3 separate regions of the Mus musculus genome follow, and regions 1 and 3 are each linked to region 2. The links are chromatin contacts, called in public HiChIP or PLAC-seq maps. All regions are on one chromosome and are shown on one strand. Each heading gives the region's core, a stretch centred on a gene start, on an enhancer-like site or on the middle of the called end of the contact. The rest is flanking DNA. Distances are from core to core; before and after follow the strand shown. Region 1 has its middle 220 kb from the start of Gm40658. Region 2 has its middle 46 kb from the start of Gm40660. Region 3 has its middle 58 kb from the start of Gm35330.

What was found. HiChIP or PLAC-seq counts read pairs in DNA pulled down with a chosen protein or histone mark.
Region 1: a BATF HiChIP or PLAC-seq map of CD8 T cells shows a contact between it and region 2, with 5 read pairs. The contact joins two enhancer-like sites. A contact is called at or near these places in 2 of 484 Hi-C or Micro-C datasets (adipose-derived mesenchymal stem cells and bone marrow-derived macrophages) and 1 of 115 datasets of contacts at active chromatin or transcription factors (CD8 T cells).
Region 3: a contact with region 2 is called in a BATF HiChIP or PLAC-seq map of CD8 T cells, with 15 read pairs. The contact joins two enhancer-like sites. A contact is called at or near these places in 1 of 484 Hi-C or Micro-C datasets (Th1 cells) and 2 of 115 datasets of contacts at active chromatin or transcription factors (CD8 T cells and regulatory T cells).

What each region holds. Positions count from the first base shown.
Region 1 is chr13:4,939,705-4,943,912 of GRCm38.p6, reverse strand. No RefSeq gene overlaps it. Among named protein-coding and RNA genes, the nearest start is that of Gm40658, 220 kb to the right of the region's middle. Within about 2 kb of position 1,317, at least 29 of the 459 cell types and tissues checked have an H3K27ac peak or open chromatin away from gene starts, as enhancers often do. A contact at or near this core is called in CD8 T cells, where this site is marked.
Region 2 is chr13:5,407,225-5,411,313 of GRCm38.p6, reverse strand. No RefSeq gene overlaps it. Among named protein-coding and RNA genes, the nearest start is that of Gm40660, 46 kb to the left of the region's middle. Within about 2 kb of position 2,688, at least 19 of the 459 cell types and tissues checked have an H3K27ac peak or open chromatin away from gene starts, as enhancers often do. A contact at or near this core is called in CD8 T cells and regulatory T cells, where this site is marked.
Region 3 is chr13:5,664,499-5,668,732 of GRCm38.p6, reverse strand. No RefSeq gene overlaps it. Among named protein-coding and RNA genes, the nearest start is that of Gm35330, 58 kb to the left of the region's middle. Within about 2 kb of position 1,957, at least 40 of the 459 cell types and tissues checked have an H3K27ac peak or open chromatin away from gene starts, as enhancers often do. A contact at or near this core is called in CD8 T cells and regulatory T cells, where this site is marked.

The sequences.
Region 1 (4,208 bases), core at 68-2,567, 470 kb after region 2:
TTATATCTAAGTGGCAGATGAGTGGAAACCATCTGGACTGCTGTATAAGCACTATAAGATGAAAAGGAAATATTAATATTGGTTTCTTCAAAGGTAAGTGATTTGATCTATGATGTAAAAGGCTTTTTAAGAAGTGGAAAAGATATTCACTCTTTGTTCTTTTGAAACAGAGCAAAGATAGCATTCCTTTTAAGCCTCAATTATTTATGTTCCTGAAATATATGGGAAGAATTATTGGGCAAAGGCTTCACGTTTCTAAAGCAGCTGATTTTGTAGCTGTCAATTGAGTTATGAATGACACCACTTAATATAGAACATGAATAGCAGAAATGGGAAGGAATAAATTTGTTACATTTGTACATGTTAGATAGTTTCCATTGTTAATCTGACCTAAAGTATCATATCCAAACTGTCAAAGCAACAACATTTATATTGAAGAGAGTAATATTAAATATTTTTATTTAGTGTTTAAAAATTATCAACATGTATAGAAAGAATTTTTTTTCATGCCTGTTCCCTAGGGTCTAGCTCCTCCTAGAACCCCCCAAATCTATCTCCCATATAGCTTCACATTTTGTCTAATTTTTAAACAATAACCTGATAAGTCTAATAAATGCTGCCCATATATTCATAGGGGTGGGACTACCTACTGGAGCACAGGAAACCTTTCAGAGGCCAAAGAAAAGTGTTCCTTCCTACCTCAACAGCCACAAACTGCAAAAATATCTGCAGTTCATTTAAGGCACACAATTATCTATTTTCGTTGGCTGTTGCAAAGTGAATAACATGTTCTTAATCGCGTTCTCACGCCCGGCCAGGAAAGACGCAACAAACCAAAATCTTCTGCGGCAAAACTTTATTGCTTACATCTTTGGGAGCCAGGAGGGCAAGCGCCCAGCGCCCAGCCCCAAAAACGAAAGCCCCCTTCTTACATCTTTAGGAGCCAGAGCTCCGGCGCGCGCGCTCTATTGTTTACATCTTTAGGCAGCGAGCGAGCGCAGGGCGCGCAGAGCCAGAGAGATGCCAGCGAGAGAGAATGGCGGAAAACCCCGTCCCCTTTTTTAGGAGCGTTATATTTCGCCTAGGACGCATCACTCCCTGATTGGCTGCAGCCCATGGCCGAGCTGACGTTCACGGGAAAGGTAGAGTACAAGTAGTCATAAAATACCCTTGGCACATGCGCAGATTATTTGTTTACCACTTAGAACACAGGATGTCAGCGCCATCTTGTGACGGCGAATGTGGGGGCGGCTCCCAACAACATGTGCATATTTAAATACTGGAAAGATAGTAAACTCTTCATGAGCAGAACCAAGCCACAGGCAACTTTGCTGAAGGTCTGTGGTGATCTTAACATGGAAATTAGCTTTGCAGTCTGGAAATGGGGGTGAAAATCTAATGGAATCCTCTATGAGCTGTTTCCCTCCAAATTTGCTTTCTTTGTGTCAATTACTCAAAATTGCTTCATGTGTTCAATAATGTCTTCAATTTTACTCTTTTACACCTCAGTGGTGGATGCTCCTAATGTTCATAAATATAAAGGTAAGCAGTAGCAACATGAATAAAAACATTTGACCCATTAGAAAATATTTCAAGATGTGAAGATGGCCAATGTGAGATCTGGTTCATCAGAATATGAATGTGGTAGCATGAGAATCCAGGAAGGCATGAAACCATATGACCACCATCAACCTGAATGATAGCAAGCCCAAGTGAGGCCAAAGATGGTACATGGCTCTCTAATACCCACTTCAGATATGACTGCCTAATTTTGATCTTTGTCTTTATGAAATGCTCTGAAACACAAGTTTGAATATCTTAGTACTATTTCATGAAATAACACCATGGGCTTAGTCTATTTTTCTTAACATTATTTTATTTTTTTGTCTTTTTATTAGACTTGTGCCAAATTATACTTTAGTGTTCCATAGTATCTTCATAAATCCAATCCTTAGGATTGTTCTAGGATGATTTTCTCTTTTACCAATATTTTTAGAAAATAGGTGATGAGTGTATCATTTTGGTCTCTTCTCATGAAATAAAATAATATTCAAATTTTAATAGTCTTTTGAAGTACGGGTCTATTTGATGGGAAAATGACTTAAAAGTATTATTTTCTATGTATTGATCATGGTTCGATTATTTTAAAAGTTAAAGATATAAGTGTTAGTATAAATGTATGCTTCCATTTCTCTGGGTTCAGTGCCTAGGAATAAAGCAGCAAGGCCATGTGACGGGTTCATAGTTAATGTCTAAGAAACCCTAGAATGGCTCACACAATGCACCTGACTTACCAAAAGAAGAGGAGTCCCTGTGCTCCTCATCCCCTGTGGTACTCTTGTAATCGGCAAAAAGCTTCATCTCATTCTCACTTCATTTCTTTTTCTATAATTCTTATATTAAGGAATCCTTAAGAATCCCATAAGTATTCCTTATATATTTGCTAGTCTTCCCATTTTGTTTTTTATTAACATGTTATCAATTTGGTCATGTTTCTGCTGTTTAAAATTATGTCACTTATTCCTAATAAGCTGTAAGCATTGTTTATATGTTCTAGTCATGAATTTATAGTTGGATATATATATGTTTTCTGTGAATTTTCTTTTACTCACTAGCCTATCTTTTCTTTGTCTTTTTCTTTTTTAAAGTGTTAGCTAGGAGTCATTGCCCAAACAAAGAACACAGAACATGAACAAATTACATCAAATTTTGGGGAATGCTTTGAATTTTTCCTTATTACCACTGTCATTTTTTTCTGCTAAAAATCTTCTAGTACCACTCCTAAAGGGACAGTGACGTTTAATTCTATCAGGATCTGTTAGAATGTGGAGTCTGCAGAATGGCCAACTCAGCAATTATTTTCACAGAGTTTTAGGATCACTTAAATGTACTGTAGCACATGCTTGAGTCTCAAAGGTTTAGTTTAAAAAAATTAGTAAAAATAATCCTAAACAGATATTTTTCCTAAATGTTCTAAAAAAATAGAAAAATGTATACTTGGTAATACCTTTAGAATTTACCACATATTACAATTGACTGTCATTTTTATGATAGATATATTGAAGATCCCCGATGCTCTGTGTTTGAAAGTGAAGATATTCACCATAACAACCCCGGATAGCAACACTTCACCATTCAAACATGTCCAGGCTCTGCACAGGCTAAAGAAAAAGTGAAGTTCCATCGTAAGTGAAATCTGTGGAGATCATTGGAACAAACAAAGGGCTGATTTCTGCCTTTAAAATGAAAGCCTTTGGAAGTCAAACATTGACTACATTAAATATAAATGATAGCAACTCATAGATAAATTACATATCTGTAAAATTAATAACTAAGTCTGCCATTTGGCAAACTCTACATTCCAAATACACTCGCTGAAGATCATTCTAAGGGCATAAAATAATAGGAAGGTGATTGAAGTATTTTGTGAGGGGAGCCTTCAGTTTCTATATGTTCTTTGGGCCCTCATGAGGCATCTGGAAATTAAAATTTCAAACAGAAAGCTATGAAAATGTATGATTTTAGGCAGCATTTACTAAATGAATATATGTTTAATATTAGTTACGATGATCTTACACAATAGCATCATATTTTAGAGATGTTGTGTTTTGTCTAGATCAAAGTGAAAATCATGCCAAGTATAGAATAGCTACATAATGTTGCTATATATTTATGTAAGAGTGTGTGAAAATAGATACTGCCATTAAAATAAATCCACTAAAACACAAAGCAAATATTTCAAGCACATTTTTTCTGCTATTTGCTTTCTTTTGCAAATGAGGAAGGACAGTTCACATTTACTATTTGGGCAATGACTTCCCTTTAATTACAACTGTGAAGAAGTTGTAGGTGGCAATACTAGAAGTTGCAATACTAGAAGAATAAAGAGGAAGCTACATTCAAGAAAGAACATGTAACTCACTGAAAATCATAGAGTGAGCAAGTACAGTGCACAGGTGTGAAAATGAATGTTGCATCCAACTATATCATGTAGTTATCTTATTCCCTACTATACAAGAGAATAGACCTATGTGGAATATTAGTACATAGGATGAAAGGTTCATAGTAATTAGGGAAGACCAAAATTTTGAAGTACTAGAAACTTTTCTTTCTCTGGAAACACAAGATCTTAGATCACATAGAGACTTGTTCTTGTCCTTTATCCAAGTAGCTGACTCTTTTCTAAAGACTACACACTACTAGTACCC
Region 2 (4,089 bases), core at 1,439-3,938:
ACAGCTCTCTTCTAAGAAGTTGGATTTGAAAACTCCATAACACACTGATCAAACAGAGCAATATGCTGTCTTAAAATGACACTTGGACCTTGAAAAGCTTGAGTCCTTAACTCTGGTATGGTATTGATCCAGTTTCTGACTCCAGTTGCTATCCGTTTACCTCAGCTAGATAGTGAACTATTCCAAAAGGGCTCTGCTGGTTAGCACTGAGTAGCTACTTGCCAGACCCTATAATAATCTCATGACAAGCCTCTGAGTACACTTCTGAGGGATTGTCTAGTCTATGGTGATGCTCTTAAGCGATAATTCTGATGTGGGTTAAAATTAGTGGACCAAACCCTAGACTTGGATTCTGTGCTGCATCAAAAAGGAGAATCCTTGCTGTGTTCGGACATTTATCCCCTTCTGCTTCTTGACTGCAGATGCTTTGACCAACCAGCTGCTACAAGCTTTTACTGCCATGTCTGGCCCACCAGGATAGACAGAGGGAAATTGTAAGCCTCAATAAACCTTTTCTCTCTGGAAATCTGATACTTTCTTTGTATAGAGTGCAATACTCTCTTTGAAAAACAGCTGCTGAATGGAATCTGCAAATGCAAATTCTACCCTTAGCTTCCTCCACTTGTGATCTCACTTAAAAAGCAAACACACAAACAAAACCACCCCAAAAAACAACCCCCCCAAACAAAACCGTGTACTATATGTGGTTTTTTTTTCAGTTTTTTCATATAGTGGATTACATTTATATATTTCTGTATATTAAACCATCCCTGCATCCCTGGGGTGAAGCCTGCTTGGTCAGGATGGATGATTGTTTTGATGTGTCCTTAGATTCTGTTTGTGAGAATTTTATTGATTATTTTTGCATCGATACTCATAAGGGAAATTGGCCTGAAGTTCTTTCTTTTTTGGGTCTTTGTGTGGTTTAGTTATCAGAGTAATTGTGACCTTATAGAACTAATTAGGTAGTGTTCTTTCTGTTTCTATTTCATGGAATAGTTTGAAGAGTATTGGAATTAGGTCTTCTTTATAGGTCTGACAGAATTTTGCACTAAACCCATCTTACTTTTAATGGCTGCTTCTATATCTTTTTTTCGGGGGGGGGATTTTTTTATTTTAATCAGGTGTTTTTTTTTTTTTTCATTTGTTACAATGCTATTCCAAAAGTCAAATATACTTCTATTTCTTTAGGGGTTATGGGACTGTTTAGATGTTTATCTGATACTGATTTAACTTTGGTACCTGGTGTCTGTCTAGAAAATTATCCATTTCATCCAGATTTTCTATTTTGGTTGAGTATGGGTTTTTGTAGTAGGATCTGATAATTTTTTGAATTTCTTTGGTTTCTCTTGTTATGCCTCCATTTTCATTTCTGATTTTGTTAATTAGGATAGTGTCCCTGTGCCCTTTAGTTAGTCTGGCTAAGGGTTTATCTGTCTTGTTGATTTTCTCCAAGAACCAGCTCCTGGTTTGGTTGATTCTTTGTATAGTTCTTTTTGTTTCCACTTGGTTGATTTCAGCCCTGAGTTTGATTATTTCCTGCTGTCTACTCTTCTTGGTTGAATTTGCTCATGTGTCATGACCTCAACCTTTAATGATTTTAACACTTTGACTTACAATATAAAGTTAATTCCCAAATACCTACAATTTCTATATTATATAATTTATACATTGGTCAAAGAAAGTCACTTAAACATATCAAAATCATAGTAAAATGACTAGTTTTACTTTATTGGCAATTGGTGACTGCAACAGTTAATCCAGTCCTGAAATAATTTTTATAAACTCCTGCGTGTATGTGTCTGTCTCTGTGAGTGAAGGAATACTACTGACATAGTACGTTGGTTGAGATGAAACACCATCCTTGGATGTCATCATCTTTCAACTTTCTTTAGACAGACACTGCACACACTAGGTTACCTAGCTCATGAGCCTCCATAGATTCCCTTGTCTTCCACTCCCATCTCTCATTAGAAGGGCTGGTAATACACAGAAACATGCTTCTATTTCTAGCTTTGTGTGAATTTTGGAGATTTTTACTCAGATTTTAATCCCCCTGTGGCAGGTCCTTTTACCCACTGGGGTTTTCCCCTAGCCCTTTGAAATTATTTTCAATAACCATGAAGTAACATAAGATTGATAAATCAGGTTGAGAATAATCAGTGAAATCTCTGCTTATATCTTATTCCTTCTAATTCATACACACATTGTTTTACAGATATCCCTCCATTAGAGTCTCCTGATAGCTGTGCATTGTCCATGTTTCATAGGGGAGAAGAGGCCTCCAACCTATGTCCATCAGATATATTCTTGGCTATTCAACAAAATCTAGTAAAGCTATTCCCCAGGGGACAGTGAGTGCTGGTAGGGTCTCCTGCCAGAGATGTCTGTACTCACTCTGTTCTTGGGAGACACTGATTTACCTATAGGATTCTAGAAACTAGAATTTGAGAAAATATAAACTTCGTGCTGTGGAGTTAAAACTGTGCCAAGAGAACAATATACTGGTATGTATATGGAGCTTTTGTGAAACCTCCCTATAGAACAAATTAGCATGACAACTACTGAACTTCCTCTAAACCAAGTCCTTTTTAGGCAAGGAAACCAAAGTTCAGAAAGGTTGCTCCAGTCACTTCTGATCATACAGGCCAGTTGTGAAGTGAGAGGCTTTTTCAGTTCAATGTGCTTGTTATCACACAAGGGCAGGAAGTCGGTCATATATACGAAACCACTTTACTTTCCATCAGATGTGCTTTCTGCTTCTCTGAGATTCAGGTAAAAGGAATGAACCTTAATGTAGTAAGCACTTATTCACTAGCAAAATCATTTAGTGGCAACTACTGATCCTTTGAGGGAAAAAAAAAGTCATCACTGTGGTTACATCCACTCAACAGAAAGGTGCACTTGGACTGGGTGACAGGGGGATGTGTAGACCATCAGCTTCTGCAGGAAGTGCTTAATGCTGTTATTTACTAGGTTACAGTAGCACTCACATGAAACGAAGAATCTAAAGCTCATGAGAAATTTGCAGTGGCGTGCCTTGTAAAATGTGCTGGGAGCAACCTAAAGGAAAGAAAAGTTATTGAAAACTGGGAGTCCAGAAAGCAAGAGGAGTTCTTTTTTTGTTGAAAATAGATTTCCTATCCTGTCTTTTTTTTTCTGTTATTCCAAATGAATTTGCAAATTGCTCTTTCTAACTCTATTAACAATTGAGTTGGAATATTGATGGGGATTGCATTGAATCTGACGATTGCTTTTGGCAAGATGGCCATTTTACTATAATTAATCCTACCATTCCATGGGCATGGGACTGAGCAGAGACTGAGCAGACAGTGTTCAGAGCAGAGACTGAAGGAAAGGCCATCTAGAGACTGCCCCACATGGGGATACATCCTATATACAGACACTAAACCCAGACACTATCACAGATGCCAAGAAGTGTTTGCTGACAGGAACCTGATATAGCTGTCTCCTGAGAGACTCTGCCACAGCCTGACAAATACAGAGGCAAATGTTCATAGGCAACCATTGGACTGAGCACTGGGTCCCCAATGGAGGAGTTAAGAGATAAGGCTGAAGGAGCTGAAGGGGTTTGAAATGCCATCGAAAGAACAACAGTATCAACCAACCAGATTCCCCAGAGCTCCCAGGGACGAAACCACCAATCAAAGAGTACACATGGAGGGACCAATGGCTCCAACCTCATATATAGCAGAGCTTGGCCTTGTTGGGCATCAATGGGAGGAGAAGTCCTTGGTCCTATGAAGACTCTAAGCTTTAGTGTAGGGGAATGCCAGGGTAGGGAGGCGGGAGGGAGGGTGTGGGTTGGTGGGTGGGGAAGCACCCTCATATAAGTCAGGAGAGGAAGGATGGGATAGGGGATTTCTGGGGGGAGGGGGGGGCGACCAGGAAAGGGGCTAACATTTGAAATGTAAATAATGAAAATATATATATAAAAAAATAAAGCAAGAGGAGAGGATGGGGCTTGGCTCATAGCTCAGTAATAAAATGCTAGGCCCACAAGCATATGAGCTTCAGTGCAAACCCCAGTGCCAACTTAAAAACAAACAAACAAACAACACATAAGAA
Region 3 (4,234 bases), core at 708-3,207, 260 kb before region 2:
CGTATGTCCTTGCTTTTCCACTAAGGGATGGCAGCTTGGTCTTTAATATGGAACTAAGAAATTAGCTACAAACTTTGCATGATCACTGACAGTTTTATAAGCTCCCAAAAAAACACCATTAGGTTGCCCTTGGCTTGACAATGTGTGTCAGATCTTAGGTAGGGTTAAAAGGTTCAAGTGAATTTTATGTCTTCTCATTATTTTGTTAGGGCAAGGATAATATTTTTAGCACTTTCTCTAATGATCAAATAAATGTGACATTTTTATGCATAGAGTTTCTTACCACTGACTTGGTTTGAAATAACTTTTAAGCTTAAGGATTTTGTTACTGTCTTTCTGGATTCCTCATCCCACAAAGACTGTCTGAGGCTTGAAGAAGAATATAAATGATAAGTTGGAGATTACATAAAGAGATTTTGTAAATAAACAGTATTAGACCATGGCTGTGACATAAAATATTTTAAGTCTTTTTTAAAAAACAAAAACACAAAACAAAACAACAACAACAAAACCCCCAAAAACATGGCTCTTGGTTTTAGCACTTTCCACTCATGTAACAGCAAAATTAGGTAGTCAATTTTTGTTTGTTTGTTTGATTTTTCAAGACAGGGTTTCTCTGTGTAGCCCTGGCTGTCCTGGAACTCACTCTACAGACCAGGCTGGCCTTGAACTCAGAAATCTGCCTGCCTCTAACCCCCACCCCCCAAGTGCTGGGATTAAAGGCATGTACCACCACTGCCTGGCTGATAGTCAGTATTTTAATCATGAAAATTTTTGGAGGTGACCAATTGAAACATAAGTAGGTGTATTGAGTTGTGAATTCTGCACTGTCTGCCATACTCTTGGGAAGGGCCTAATACTTGTGACAACTATTCTTGATTGTCCTTTGTCCTCCAGCTACCCTAGGAGCTGTGCCTTCCTCTACCATTCAATTTTCTATATTCCTTTCCCGGGCATTGCTCTCCTCCCTTCTCTTGGGGAAGTAGCTGTGAGTAAAGCCTTTTTCTCTTTTGTCTACTGCAGGAAATCCATCTCAGAGCTTTAAACATGGCAGATAAATACTTGACCATCAAGCTTAGTCATCAGCCCTTGAGAACATCTTAGTATTCGCCCCGGGAACTTTCCACAGACTAGGCACAAATGTGAAGTAAAACTGTGTTTTCTTTGATTTGGGATTTTAGATCAGGGGTCATTTTAATAAGTGCTTGTTTTGTTTTGGATTTGATTGACCATCATACATATACACTGCAGGTCATGGCTATATAAAAGTACCCTAACCTCTCAAATATAATTTGCTGTCTGGAAATATAATAAAATTAACATAAATTAAGAACTTAGAATTTCATGGAGAAAATAAGCCTGGACAAGTAACATGATAAAACTCTAGACTCTATGTCCATGCCTCTGGATTCTAAAAAAATTATTTAAGCAAGATAATTTCAGCCAGGTCAAGGCAATTCTTCAAAGAAAATGGAAATGATCTCTATGCTAACACCTGTATCATAACTTTTTTATAGTTGTAATACAGCGAGTCCATTACTGCTTTTTTATTTTTTAAATATTAATTCAAAATTTTTTCTTGCTTTGTGACTAGCCTTTTCCCATCTAGGTTTGTTGCATAGGTTTGTTGACAAGAGCACACTTTGACATTTAGGGAGAGAGGTTTGCCTTTAAAGTGGAAAAGTTAAGGTTGACTACTCTTCTAAAATGATAAAATTGCTCTTTCAAATAGGACTTTTTGCCACAGACTTGCTTTTAATTTAACATAGTACCAAAGCTTAGTCTTCGTGGAGTTCAGATTATACTAAGAAAATGTACAATTTGTGGTAAACAGAACCACTTCCTCTGGAGAGCTAATGTAAATCATGAATTAGGCAGCAACTTGCTACTCCAACCTGTCTGAGGTCCTCTGAGTCCACAGGACTGAGAGCCTGAGTTCCATTTCAGTGACTCATTGTAGATCAGAAGGGGAAATTCCAAAGAAACACTAGAAGAATTTTTTTCACTGATAATAAGTGAGGTATCCCAAAGGTTCACTAAGACCATTTTCAAGAAGAACAACAACACATGAGAAAAGAGAAATAGAATCAAAGAAAAGTCCAACCTGTGAAGAGAATTAATGTTTGTTTTCCTCAGGCTGACCTTCAAGATCCCCTTGCTTTTTAGAGAAAAAGGAAAAAGAAATTAGAAAAATTCTGCGAGGGGAAAAAAAAAAACTAATAAAGCAGCCTTATAATTGTCCTCTGCTCATCAAACTGATTGCAGCCTGGGGTTGCTGATGTGTATTTGATGTGTGTAGTTTTCTGAAAACCAAGGAAATCCTGTTCTAGTAAGAAATTACCAGTAGCTGCAATTCTCAGAAGTTAAACAGCATTGCCGAAATAACTCTGCACCACCTTACTGAAGACCTAGTTAGGTATTTTCAACCACATTAATAGTGTTTATCATCACATTCTTAAGTTCTAGAGCTATGGTCAATATTTTAAGGGTCTGTTTAGAACTATTTGTTTGCACATATTTCTTCATAATCATACCAGTTAATAATATACAGTTAAATTACTCCTGATGCCAGTGGGGCAACTAAAAAGGTGAGGAAATAATTTTATGTTAAATAAGACATAAAAGCATCTCAAGACCGAGTTATTCTACATGATCCTAGTTAGCTCTTTTTCTTTTGACAGTGACAGTAGCAGCAATTAAAGGAGTCAGAGGGTGGCTCTTCCGTTTCATCGTAAAATTAATTAAATTTTATCTTTTTATTTAGTAATAAATGTCATAAACAGGCTTTTTAAAATCTGAAAATAGTTCACTGTGTCTCTTCTATATTTTCATTTCACATTGATACTAGGAGGCACAACAAACTAATAACTAGGTATTCAACACAATTGGGATGGAGATTATTATTAGACCTTGATTAATGTTTTGCTAATAAGCTAAGTTTATTTCTCATGTAACAAGCCCTTCTAAAAAGTGAGCCAACTTTGAAAAACGTCTCTTACTGATTCTCTGAGTACCACCTACTTCTGAATATGAAAGGACTTAAGATTATCCTTATCTTCTGTACTCCAGGTTTTCTGTTCCTAGGATACCCTCAGTTTGTGTTTATTGATTCTATTTCCATTTCGAGTTCTTGAACAGTTTTATTTATTTATTTCCTTCATCTGCTCAATTGTGGTTTCCTGTATTTCTTTAAGGAGTTTATTTGTTTTCTCTTTAAAGGCCTTTAACTATTTGGTTGTATTTTTCTGTATTTCTTTAAGGGATTTATTCATTTCACCTTTAAAAGTGTCTATCATCTCTATAAGATTGAATTTAGGGTCATTTTCTTCTGTTTTGGTTGTGTTGGGATATCCAAGGCTTGCTGTAGTAGGTTCGCTATGTTCTGAAGGTCTCATTTTCCCTGGTTTTTGTTGATTGTGTTCTTTCTTTCGAGTGCCCTTAGCCATCTGGATAGCTTTATTGTCTGGATGTTTCCATTGAAGTAAGTATTGGGAGGGGCTAACCTCAATGATCGTCTGAGCCAGGCCTCTGATGGGTACCCTTGGGTTATATGGTACTGGATCCACAGGTCTGATAAATGTGAGCAGAGAGGTATTGGGGTACTTGAGGTATGCCAGGGATAGCTGGCAGCTCAGGGAAGCTGGGAGTGTCCCAGAGTACTCAGTAGGTAGGAAAGATGGTGCAAAAGAGAGTCTAACCAGTATGCTTCTGAAACTGCAGGTCTGATGAACAGGAATGGGAACAGGAACAGGAACAACAAATGTAAGCAGCACCAAGAGACTAAAAGAGATGGAAGAGAAAATCCCAGGCATAAAAGATACAGTATAAGAAATTTATATATCAGTCAAAGAAAATGTTAAATCTAAAAAATTCCTGGCACAAAGTATACAGAAATCTGGGATACCATGAAAATACATAACCTAAGAATAATAGTATTAGAATAAAGTGAAGAATCTCAGTTCTAAGGACCATAAAGTATTTTCAACAAAATCATAGAAGAAAAAATTCCCATCCTAAAGAATGAGATACCTATAAACATACAAGAAGCTTATAGAACTAAATAGAAAATCCATCAATGTAATCCACCATATAATCACACTGAAAGAAAAAAAATCTCATGATCATTTCATTATATAATAAAAAGCCTTCTACAAAATCCAACACCTTTTCATATTAAAATCTTGGATAAATCAGGGATCCAAGCCACATATCTAAACATAATAAAAGCAATATA